2 separate regions of the Arachis hypogaea genome follow, and region 2 is linked to region 1. A link is a contact called in public Hi-C data. All regions are on one chromosome and are shown on one strand. Each heading gives the region's core, a stretch centred on a gene start, on an enhancer-like site or on the middle of the called end of the contact. The rest is flanking DNA. Distances are from core to core; before and after follow the strand shown. Region 1 holds the start of LOC112790600 (respiratory burst oxidase homolog protein E). Region 2 has its middle 5.9 kb from the start of LOC112777680.

Region 1 (6,115 bases), core at 1,686-4,185:
ATAAGACAAACAACGGGAAACAATTATTACTCAGAATATGCACAACCCTAGCTATAACGAATCCCAGTAACAAATTAAATACCGGAGCATGAACATATATTATAAACATCATACAAAAATTCGAGTCTATTATTGTTGGACTATGACATTTTAATAAGCTATACGAACTCTACTGGTTATCGAAACGGACATGTTGCATGTTCATGACAAGGATTCTAAACGATGTTGCAAGGAGAACTAATACTTACATGTCAAAGAAAATCTGAAGGCGATTATCAAAGCTTTGATCCGAAATTTGCAACCAGAATTGATGCAACTCTTCCTTCGTTATTTTGCTGACTCTATTTTCTTTTCTTCTAGCTAACGTATCAAATATACCCACCGCAAATTCTTTTGAATCCTCCATCCCTTTCATTAGAATTAATGGAATAAAATTATGATAACACAACTTAGTAGATTAATTAGTAAAATAATAATTTGAGTAAAATTGTGTTCTGAAGTTAGCTTGAATATTTTCCGTCCTCATTATGAATATAGCTAGCACGCTATTTAGTGTTTTAAGTAACCCTTTCTTTTCTTACTAATAAAGTTAACTTATTCCATTTTCTAAATACTCTGTGACCATGAGCAAAAATTGTAACTGAACAGATATAGACATATTATGCTATATATGCTGATTTCAGCTATCAAATACGATTAGCCAATACCTTACAAACTTAATATTTTTTTAAAATTAAAATAAGCAAACAATTTAATCAAACTATTAGTATAATATGGATGCTCGTGGTGCGACTTGGATTGTTGTTCAACTGAAAATAAATAATATATTGTGGTTTTTGGATTAGAGATTGATTTATTTGATTTTGAGATATAAAACAAGGATTACAAAATAAAAATAATTTACTTGAGTTAGTAAAATAAATAAAAGAAAACTCATTCACACACTTAAAATGTTATTTAAGTAAAAATAGTACATGAATAAAATAAATTATGTAATGAATTAAATATATTATATGTGAAAACATAACTCTGAAAATTAAATATTAGTACTATATTATGTAGTTTGAATTAGAATGAACCAGATTACACTGATATACCTGAAATTTGATTCAATTCATGCTTTGTTAGAAATAAAATCTGATGGAATCCAAATTATTGTAGTTTTAATCGGTTTTAGATTTAAATTAAATTAGATCACCATTTTTAATTGGATAGATCTAGTTTGAACACTTAACTAATTAATGTATATAAAAAATTCTATATTATTTAAATTTCAATTGCACTAATAATAAAACAATAAAAATAATAAATAATAAAGCCAAACTGTTTGATTGAGTTGTGAATTGATGTTCTAACGTAACCTTTTTCTTAAAGAAGAAAATAATAGAGGATTAACCACTTTCCTTTCAAATATGCAAAGATTTAATAATTCAGCAACTTTTAGTTCAATATTAATATTGTTATGAGGTAAAACTTTCAGTTCTAACTTTAAAAACAATGCGTAATACGTATAAAAGAAATGCTTTCCTTTCCTTTATTGCAAACTCATCAATTTCAAGCTATGTTAATTAAATTGAGTATTTAAAGATTTAAATAGTTAAATCATGAAAACTACATGACCAAAATACTATGATGAGGCAAGAAAATTTTCATGTTAACAGAACGCCTTCTACACTCATCTCTTCACAACAATTTTCTCTACACAAAAACAAGAAGATTAGCAAACCATTTGATTGGTCTAGTAAGTAAGAGTTTAATTGGATAATAATATATATGCATAAATTAGTAGTTTTAAGCTGGGTTAAAAAAGATTAAGATAAAATAAATTTAAAAAAGAAAAAGAAAAAGAAAAAAGAAAAAAGAAGACGAAGAAGAACACACGTAAGGTACGTACCAATGCATTCACCGAAGTCCTCTCGAGCGAGCAAGCCATCCTTTGAGAGCAACATGAACCTCTCTTCCACCTTCTTCCACAGTTCCTCACTACTACCATCACACCCTGTCTTGCTGATGAATCTCAAACCCTTCAGCGCACTCTGCGCGCTCGATCTCGACCGTTCAATCTGTAACCGCATCCTCCTCGCGTTCCGTGCTGTTACCACTGGATCTTCAACACTTACGGTGCCGCCGCTCTCCGACGATACCGAGTTCCGCGACGACGCCGATCTTATCCACGGGAACTTTCTCCGAATCCGCGACGCAATCGACAGACTCCTCGGCACTCCGGCACCGATGGCGCCGGCTTCTTCGCCGGCGCAAGAAACTGACGATGGCGATGCGACGGGAGCAGAGCCGGCGGCGGAAACAGACGATGGAGATGCGTCCTGGGCGGAATTTGCCGGCGCGACGTTGCAGAGCACGACTGCGTCGTCGTCGATCTCCAAGGTGATTTCAACGAGCTCCTGGTGGTGGTTGCTACGGAGGTTGTTGAGGAACACCGGCAACATCGCACCGTAGGAATGTCCGGCGCCGCCACCATCGGACGCTGGTGACGAGCTTCCTAGGTTTTCCGGTAACTGGATTTCTTCTGCGTTGCTGCATCTCCGAAACGACGACGTTTTCATCTAATCAATGCAGTCTTTCTATTTCAAGTTTTTTTTTTATGTTTTCTCTTCCAATTTTCTAGTGCTACTTCTTAATGACTTGTTTGGTGTTTTTCTTTTCTTCTTTGTTGCTATTCTCTCGCTAACTGACTCACAAATGCAAAGCAAGTTAAGAGAGAGAGAGAGAGAGAGAGAGAGAAGGAGGTTTTGGTTCACACGTTTAGGCGCGAAGCTGTGTCTAAAAACAAAGGCAAACACAAAGGGTTGGAAATTGAAAACACAAGACAAACACCTCTCAACGAATTTGTGCACACGATTTCAACGCCAATGTGCCCTTATTGCTACCACCTACGAGAGAGTAGTAGTTGGGATCTTCATTTTCTTTCCTTTGCTAATCAATTTGAAAATAAATAAATAAATAAATATAACAAACTCAACCTATAAATTGTAATATATATATATATTGCAAGATACATACAGTTGTTGGTGGAAGTAAAAATAGGAGTATCTTAGTGGTATTATTTTGTATTTAAACAAAAAATGCTCTAATATATATATATATATATATATATATATATATATATATATCTTAGCTTAAAATCTTAATAATCATAACCATAAAATGCTGAATGCGTCTTTGTCAGAATTAGTTTCTTTTCTTTAAAGCCTTGGAATATATATACTCCCAAGTTTGCTCCTATTTTATTGATTAACGAAAGAGGAGTACATTCGCTTGTATTGACATGTAGTACAAAAGTTAATTGCAAGTGGAGGAGAATTAATGCATTGTTCAATAAAAACAATAGAAAAATTGGGGTAGTTAAAATTTGGTTGCGATAATGGAGGTGACTACACGAATGATTGAAATAAGGAAAGGTCAAGGTGTAAGGTAAGTGAATGGGACCTAGAATATTAATAAACAATACTTGAACCTATTTTTCTTTTTTACATATTATAGACAAATTAATTAAGTTATTTTTCAGCATTTTTTTAATTTTATAATTACCAATAATATATTTTATTTTGAAAATGTATTATGTATTATATGTTAAAGTGAAGAATAATAATTAAGTAGTATATATCTTATATAATTATTATACTAATGAAAATATTGGAAAGGAACTAAATTGAAAATAATTCAAATTGACTTTCAAATTATATTAATAATCAGTTAAGTTTTTCTTTTTTTATATCATATAAAGTATTATTAAAGTAAGGGTTAAGTACTTTTTTCTTTTTTAATATCTTAGGTCAAAATTAAAATAATTTTTAACTCTTTTTCTTAATTAATATTATTTTTAACGTTAAATTTAGCATTAAAATCATCTTTTTGAATATAATAATTTTTTAAATGATACAAATACTCCTTCTCTATTATCACTATAATTATTCCACCCCACCGTTACCCCCACCCCACCCACCTAAAATAAAAAAACAAAAAGACATGGAACAAAAGAAGAGACAAACAGAAAGGGAGAAGAAAGAAAAAGAAAGGAAGAAGAGGGAGGTGACGACAGAGAAGAGTGCGGCCGTCGCCATCGCCGTCACGTCATGACTGTAGAGAGAGACAAAATGACGAGATGAAAGAGAACAAGAGAAGAGAAGAGAGAAATAGAGGGAGAAGAAAGGAAAGGAAAGGAAGAAGAAGGAAGTGACGATGGAGAAGAGTGCGGTCGCTGCCGTCATGTCATGAAAGACTGCGGCCGCCGCCATCGCATCAAGACTGAGGTGGGTGCTGCTTTATCGGTGTCGAGCTCCATCACTGGTGGAGGCCAAGAGGTAGGTTTGTAATTTTACAAAATAGAATTTCTTCGTTACAAGTATAGTCCAAATCCACACTTAGCTCTCGATCAAAGGTTAATTCATAAGATGCCACAATCAATACAAAATAATCGGGAGTTTGAAATTCCCGAGTTGTCTCCCTCAGACTATGCAATAAGATGTGTCACACTCTTGGATGTGAAGAAAGGGGTTTCTTCAATCAAGGAACGAAAGATTAAAAGAACTAAGAAATGAAAGAACTAACAAATGATCAAAAAAGGAAAATAATGCAATAAAAAGGAAACAAGATCAAAATTTAATGAAAATACGATAAATGCGTAAAAGAGCATTGACTTGGGAATGGAAATTAAAGAATCCTATCATCATCATAACCACAACTACGGCAACTATAATGAGTTAAGCTTACTTCGTCAACCCCTAACATCAAGGAATAAGTCAAGCAATATTTGACCTTAATCCATAAGTCCTAGCTAACTTACTAATTAACTTAGTGGTGCACTGGTGCACGAAATTGTGATCAATACTTTTCACAACTCAAATAATCCCCGGTGATGAATCCAAAAACTTGGTGTTCAATACCATGGCATAAACACAACTTCGCACAACTAACCAGCAAGTGTACTGGGTCGTCCAAGTAATAAACCTTACGCGAGTAAGGGTCGATCCCACAGAGATTGTTGGTATGAAGCAAGCTATGGTCACCTTGTAAATCTTAGTCAGGCAAACTCAAATGGTTATGGATGATGAATAAAATATAGAGATAAAGATAGAGATACTTACGTAATTCATTGGTAGGAATTTCAGATAAGCGTATGAAGATGCTTGGTCCTTTCCGTCTCTCTGCATTCCTTATGTCTTCATCCAATCCTTCTTACTCATTTCCATGGCAAGCTGTATGTAGGGTTTCACCATTGTCAGTGGCTACCCCCCATCCTCTCAGTGAAAATGTTCAACACACCCTGTCACGGCACGGCTATTCATCTGTCGGTTCTCAATCAGGTTGGAATAGAATCCAGTGATTCTTTTGCGTCTGTCACTAACGCCCAGCCTTCAGGAGTTTGAAGCTCGTCACAGTCATTCAATCATTGAATCCTACTCAGAATACCACAAACAAGGTTTAGACCTTCCGGATTCTCTTGAATGCAGTCATCAATTCTAGCTTATACCACGAAGATTCCGGTTAAAGAATCCAAGAGATACCCACTCAATCTAAGGTAGAACGGAGGTGATTGACAATCACACGTTCATAGGTGAGAATGATGATGAGTGTCACGGATCATCACATTCATCAAGTTGAAGAACAAGTGATATCTTAGAACAAGAACAAGCGGAATTGAATAGAAGAACAATAGTAATTGCATTAATACTTGAGGTACAGCAGAGCTCCACACCTTAATCTATGGTGTGTAGAAACTCCACCGTTGAAAATACATAAGAACAAGGTCTAGGCATGGCCGAATGGCCAGCCTCCCAAAACGTGATCAAAAGATTCAAAGATCTAAAGATGAAAATATAATAGCAAAAGGTCCTATACATAGAGAACTAGTAGCCTAGGGTTTACAGAGATGAGTAAATGACATAAAAATCCACTTCCGGGCCCACTTGGTGTGTGCTTGGGCTGAGCATTGAAGCATTTTCATGTAGAGACTTCTCTTGGAGTTAAACGCCAGCTTTTGTGCCAGTTTGGGCGTTTAACTCCCATTCTTGTGCCAGTTCCGGCGTTTAACGCTGGGAATTCTAATGGTGACTTTGAACGCCGGTTTGGGCCATCAAATCTTGGGCAAAGTATG
Region 2 (6,115 bases), core at 961-3,460, 240 kb after region 1:
TAGTTGGAAAGATTGATTTTTGCAATGGGACAAGATGGATGAAACAGCCACTATGGTAACACTAGCCTTTTCAGTTTCAACCGTACAATAATCAAAAGCTTACTCCCTGAAATTAAAATATCAATGATATGCTTCATAAAAAAATATTAATAATCCAAACATAAACCTTAGAGTCCACCCTCCCTTATCACTTTTGACCGGGAAAGATTCTCTGCCACATTGCCAAATTTGTGTCATAGTTATCCTTAGCATTTTGTATTATAAAAATCATTAAGGTGTGTTTGAAAACTTGCAATAATAATGAACCAACTCAGATCTAACTAAATCTAATGCATATTATTTATAATTCATTCAAAATACGATGGATCATTTAGAAATACAGCATAGGGCATGTCTAGTTAGTCATAGAGTAAAAGCTGACAAGTTTTAATAATATTATTGTATCTACTGGTCCTATACAGCTATACTACTAGTTTGGAAGAGTTCTTTAATATGTATCTGAATATATTATGAATTGTGTACAGGATATGGTTGGTAGAGATGGAGATTGCGGCCATGGCTGAGGCTGAGGTCGAGGTCGAAAGGGGAGGCATAGGCTTTCTACCGGTCACCTCCTTGACTGCTCCGACTCGGATGATTATTTAGACGAGTATGACTAGGTTATTTAATTACGTTACTTTGAATATTAGGTATTATTAGTGGATTGCAATTTAAACGAATATAAGTCTAAGTTTAGTTATTTATTTTGTTTTGAGTCTTTATGTTAGAGGATTATTTATTACTTTGACAAGTTTGTAAACTCATTATCTAATATTTAATATAAATTTATTTTTATATTTATACTATTTTTTTGTCTTGTTATCTAATATTCTGTATAAATTTTATTTCTATATTTAAAAGCTTATTTGCATTAGTTGTTTATTATTTTTCAAATAGAAAAAGTAATTAAAACATATAACTGTTAAAATCGACGGTAAAGCTGTCGCTTTTTAAAATTAAAATAGACAAAGAATTTGTCGGTATCTAAAAAATTAAATCGACGGCAACTATGTCGATTTTAATGAATCAAATATTGACGGCAACGTTGTCGATTTTATTAATCATATTATAGATGAACATATTGTCGATTTTATTAAATCAAATATCGACAAAAATGACATCGCTTTTATATAATAATATAGACGGCAATGTCGCCGATTTTAGTAACAATGTAAAATTCTCATACTCATATTATAGACAGAAACACTGTCGATTTTATTAAATTATTATCGACGGCTAGGCAAGCCGTCGATTTTATTAGAATTTTAAAAAATCGACAAGCTTAATAACGACCACCTCCGCCGTCCATTTTTCCGTTGAATTTTATTATTATCGATGGCTTAGCCGTCGATTTGACTGTCGATTTTAATGATGTTTCTTGTTGTGGTTCGAAGTCGACTCGTTAAAATAAAACTAATCACTTTAAAATATTATTTTGAAAAAACTCGCGTTAGTACAAAAATTAGAGTTGTTACAATATGTCTATATTCAAAACTAGCTAGTTTTAAATAAATGAAGATTATGAGACGAATTTTAAACTAATTCCAAATTAATTTTTCCAAAGTAATAACAAAATTTAAGACAGAATTAGAATATTTTTCAATACTTCTTACCATTAATAATGAAGAACAAAATTCAATCTTAAAAAGATAAAGAAGCATGAATTAAAATAAAGAAAACACACATTATAAATCCATAAATCAAGCAGAGCTCCTAACCTTCAGCAAGGAGGTTTAGTTACTCATAAAAATAAAGAAAACTAAAGCAAAAGAAGAAGATGAAGGTATGAGATCTTAAATTGTGATCCAAAAATCTTTCTTTGGGATGTTTCCTTTGTAAACTTTATTCACTTAGTTATATCCTAAGTTCTATTTAAAATTTAAATTCAAAAACAAACTCTAATCACGTTATAGGAATGATAAGATAACTACCAACTTAAACTCAAATAAAATCTTATTAATAATTCAAATTTAATCTTGAATCAAATCCTAACAACCAAATCTTTATCTTTCTAAAACTAATTAATGCTAACAAATCTTTTGAATCTTGAATCTTCAAATGAGATTAAGACTTTGCATGATTGCAGATTGAAATTGGGCCCCGTAAGTGTTGTATCTTAGGAGTTCGAAGTTTTGGAGTTGCCAGACGTGCTTCTTCAAATTTGGGCACTGGCCCATTTGTGCCTCCAGGGCCAAAGGACGCTGGGCATTGGTGAGGGACTGCTGGACATTGGTGAGGGGTTGCCGGGTGCCGGCAACTGGACATCAAGTGGCAGTGGATGGATGTTGGAAACTCATTGTAATATTTTGGGCATCCAGTTTTAATGTTTTGGTTCTGATTAGATTTTCTTTAGACTATATTTGTGTTTTTATATTAAAAAAAATTAATTTTAAATTATTTTAAAAACAAAAATTTAAAAAAACACAATAATACTAAAATAACTTTAAATACTTAATTAATTTTTTTAGAAAATATAAAAATTTTAATTAAGGTTTAAAAAAACTAATGAAAAAAATCTAAAAATTACTAAAAATATCTAAATATCTGATAAAAAAATTTCTTAAAAATTAAGATATTAACTAATAAATAATTAATTTTATATATATCACAAAAAGATATTTGTCTTTAATTTCATTAGAAACGAGAAAGGAATCTCAAGTTTGGATAAATGAATAAACGTTGAAGTTTTTCAGATTTTTTAAATGAATTTATGGAAATAATTTTGATATCTCATTCTGTCACACACACCGAAAATAAGAAAATCTAATTATAAGTTATAAAGACAAATATTTTTTAAAAATTATAATATTAAATAAATAACGCTAGATACGATAGTATAAACGAACGATCCATAGGGACATGTTTATATGTTAGGGTTAATTATTAAAGTTAACAATCAAATTCATTCTTAAAAACTTACTTACTTTCAAAATTTGTCTCTAAAAAGTTTAAATTATCATATTAGTTCATAAAAAATAAAACATAAATTAAATTGGTCCTTCTATAAATTAAATAATAATGTGTCACTTTTAATATCATATGACATAATAATATAGTAGGTTAATATCATATATCACAAGATAATTAATTGATGTGTTATATTAGTGATGTGTGATATGCCATGTGTGTCATATATCATTTGATATATCATAAATTTAGAGTCAAATTAATTAGTACTTAAAAATATATATAAGTTATTTTCATCTCTAAAATTTTAAAAATTAAAAAAATTAATTCTTATATAAATCTCTCTTATTTTTTTTATAATATTAAATTTTTAATATTTTTTATTCCTATTAATTTTAATCTCATATCTTACACCTTAATCAATAAATTTTTTAAATAAAATAATAAAAATAATTAAATTATTACAAAATTATTTTTTTATTTATATTTTTAGATTTTATATTTTCAAATTCTAATTTTTTTATAGTAAAATTTTTTATATAAATAATTTTTTAAATTTTTTTAATTTTACTAAATAAATATAGTAATTATTTTAAGATTTTAATCTTTTGGATCTCTTCCAAAATTTAGTCCTATCTGTTACTAGTTGTCCATTTTTATCTTTCTATATTTGTTCAGTTCAAAATTTTTTAAAAAAATTAACTTTAAAAAAATTTTGACAATTGAAAAGACATAGAAAAATGACGATAATTAAGTAGTAATAATATTTTAAGAAAAGAAACTACATTAAGATTTTATAATTTAACGGGTGATTCTATAAATCGATTTTTTTAATTATTGAATTCTATTACATAATTAAAAACTAACAAAAATTATAATTTTGACAAATCTAAAAGATTTAAATTTTAAGATAACTACTATATTTATTTAGTTAGATTCAAAAAATTATATTTTTAAGTATATAATTAATAAGAGTTTGATAAAATTATTTAAATAAAAAAATTTTACTAACAAAATTAAAATTTAAAAATGTAAAATTTTAAAATACAAATGATAAAATAATTTTGTAATGATTTAATTATTTTTATTATGTCATGTACAAAGCATTTTATTGATGAATGGAGATTAAAATTAGGTGGATGTCCAAAATCGAAACTGATTACATCTATATTTTAAATAGATTTATATAAATCGAATTAGGCAAATTTGATTTAGATAAATATTTAATTTATCAACAAAGTAAAACATCTAAATAAATCAAATTATACTAATTTAATTTACTAAAGCATATGAGAAATTGCATCTAGGATGAATCCCTTGATAAATCTAATAAGTTCAATTCGATTCATTATTATAAAAATATATAATAAATCAAATTAACTCAATTTGATTTATTACAGTAAGTAATATGAAATAAGTATTGATTAATGTATAAGTATGTGTGACTAAATTATTAATTTAAAATTGGGGCCTATTACACATACAAGCAATTAAGGCTTACAAGCCTTACAAGTTGGCCCAGCCCAAAAATAATCCACGTGCACTCACTCCTTAGAATAGAGCGTCAATTACACGCGCCTCACACAATGGTTACGCTTTCCAAAACACATTCATTATGGTGCACTCTTCCTCTTCTCCCTCAAAGAAAAAGCAAACCGTCAAGTTTTAAGGCACATTCCAAACAAATTACAATTCTGAAGAGACGTTCGAACTCGTCGCAAAGATTAGAAGAAATCAAGAACAAAAGATAGAACTCTCCATCAAAAATCACCAGAAAAAACGAAGAAATATTATTCAAGGTAAGTTACTGTTTTACTGATCTTGTAGATTTTCCACATTTCTGTTTCTGATTTCGAAATCAAAGAACTAGGTTTTACTGTTCTTCTTGTTCTAGATCTCATATTACTATTTTTACTGTTCTTCTTGTTCTAGGTTTTACTGTTCTTTTAAGTTCTTCTAGGTTTTGCTGTTCTTCTAAGTTGTTCTAGGTTTTACTGTTCTTCTTGTTTTAGTTCTTCTCCTAACTGATTTTTGGGTGTATATTGCGTAATTTGTTGGGTGTATATGGCGTAATTTGTTGGGTGTATATGGTTGATTGTTGGGTGTATATGGCGTAATTTGTTGGGTATATATTTTTGAACTCATATAATGTAATATAATCAACTATTGCAACTGTTCTAATATTGCTTGTCCTTGGTGTATATTGCTTGACCTTGTAATATTACTTGACCTTGTATATTTATGCATGTTTGAGTGAATTGAACATCATTTTGAACTGATCTAATAAAATACTTATGAGAATCGGCTTGGGTGTATGTGGCTGATCTATGGGTGTATCTGACTGATATATGAGTGTATTTTTTATATATTGACAGCATCTCTTTTTTATTGCAGTAAAAACGGCAAGCTAAAACCAAGCTGGAAAAAATGTAAGCACAAATATATGTCTTAGATAAAATCAGTTTTTCTTAATAGAAATATGTTTGACTCTAATTTTGCTTTGTTTACAGCAAACCAAAGACATGAAGTGTGCAACCCATTTGTTGAGTGAGAAATTCGGAAATATGAGCAAGAAGAAGAAAGCAATTGTTAGGGATTTGGGATTTGGTGGCCTGACGCACATCCCGCCGCTAAGGGTGCATCACAAATTATTAGAGGAGTTGGCTAACTCCTTTAAATTAGGGAAAAATACACTCGAAATCGGCTACGGTTCGTTTAGAGTAAGACCGAACACAATAGGGGTTGCGCTTGGCCTCAACGCATCATGTAACTCATTATAGACATAGGTGTATATGAGCCATATTGGGGGTGTATTTCAAGTGATGTTTGGGTGTATTTCAAGTGATTTTCATACTATGTTATTTTTCTTTTTGTAGGAGATCTATTTCCTCAGAAAGTTAGTTATAAGGAACTTTCTGAAGAGAATAAACAGATTTCTAGAAGATTCCAGGGAAAGACTCTAAAAAATCTGACAGATGAGATGATGACTATTGTTGTTGAAAATGAACAGGATCGCCTCATATTCAAGAGGATTTTCATGCTCTATATACAGATGGCGTTCCTGTTACCAACCACAATAAACAAAATCTCTCATGTGCACCTGGCACCAATTTTTAAGATGGACACAATAAAAGAGGCAACTGGGGAGGACATGTTCTGAATTTCATCA

The links. A called contact is a pair of places that touch in the nucleus more often than the background predicts.
Region 2: a contact with region 1 is called in a Hi-C map of an unstated tissue, with 3 times the contacts expected there. The contact joins the enhancer-like site here to the promoter of LOC112790600 in region 1. A contact is called at or near these places in 3 of 8 Hi-C or Micro-C datasets (leaf and an unstated tissue).

What each region holds. Positions count from the first base shown.
Region 1 is chr3:53,058,308-53,064,422 of arahy.Tifrunner.gnm2.J5K5, forward strand. It overlaps LOC112790600 (respiratory burst oxidase homolog protein E), which reads right to left and starts at 2,936. Exons shown (of 14, transcript XM_025833077.3): 1 at 1,895-2,936; 2 at 249-408. The coding sequence starts at 2,564.
Region 2 is chr3:53,298,936-53,305,050 of arahy.Tifrunner.gnm2.J5K5, forward strand. No RefSeq gene overlaps it. Among protein-coding and RNA genes, the nearest start is that of LOC112777680, 5.9 kb to the left of the region's middle. Within about 2 kb of position 2,211, at least 3 of the 3 cell types and tissues checked have open chromatin away from gene starts, as enhancers often do.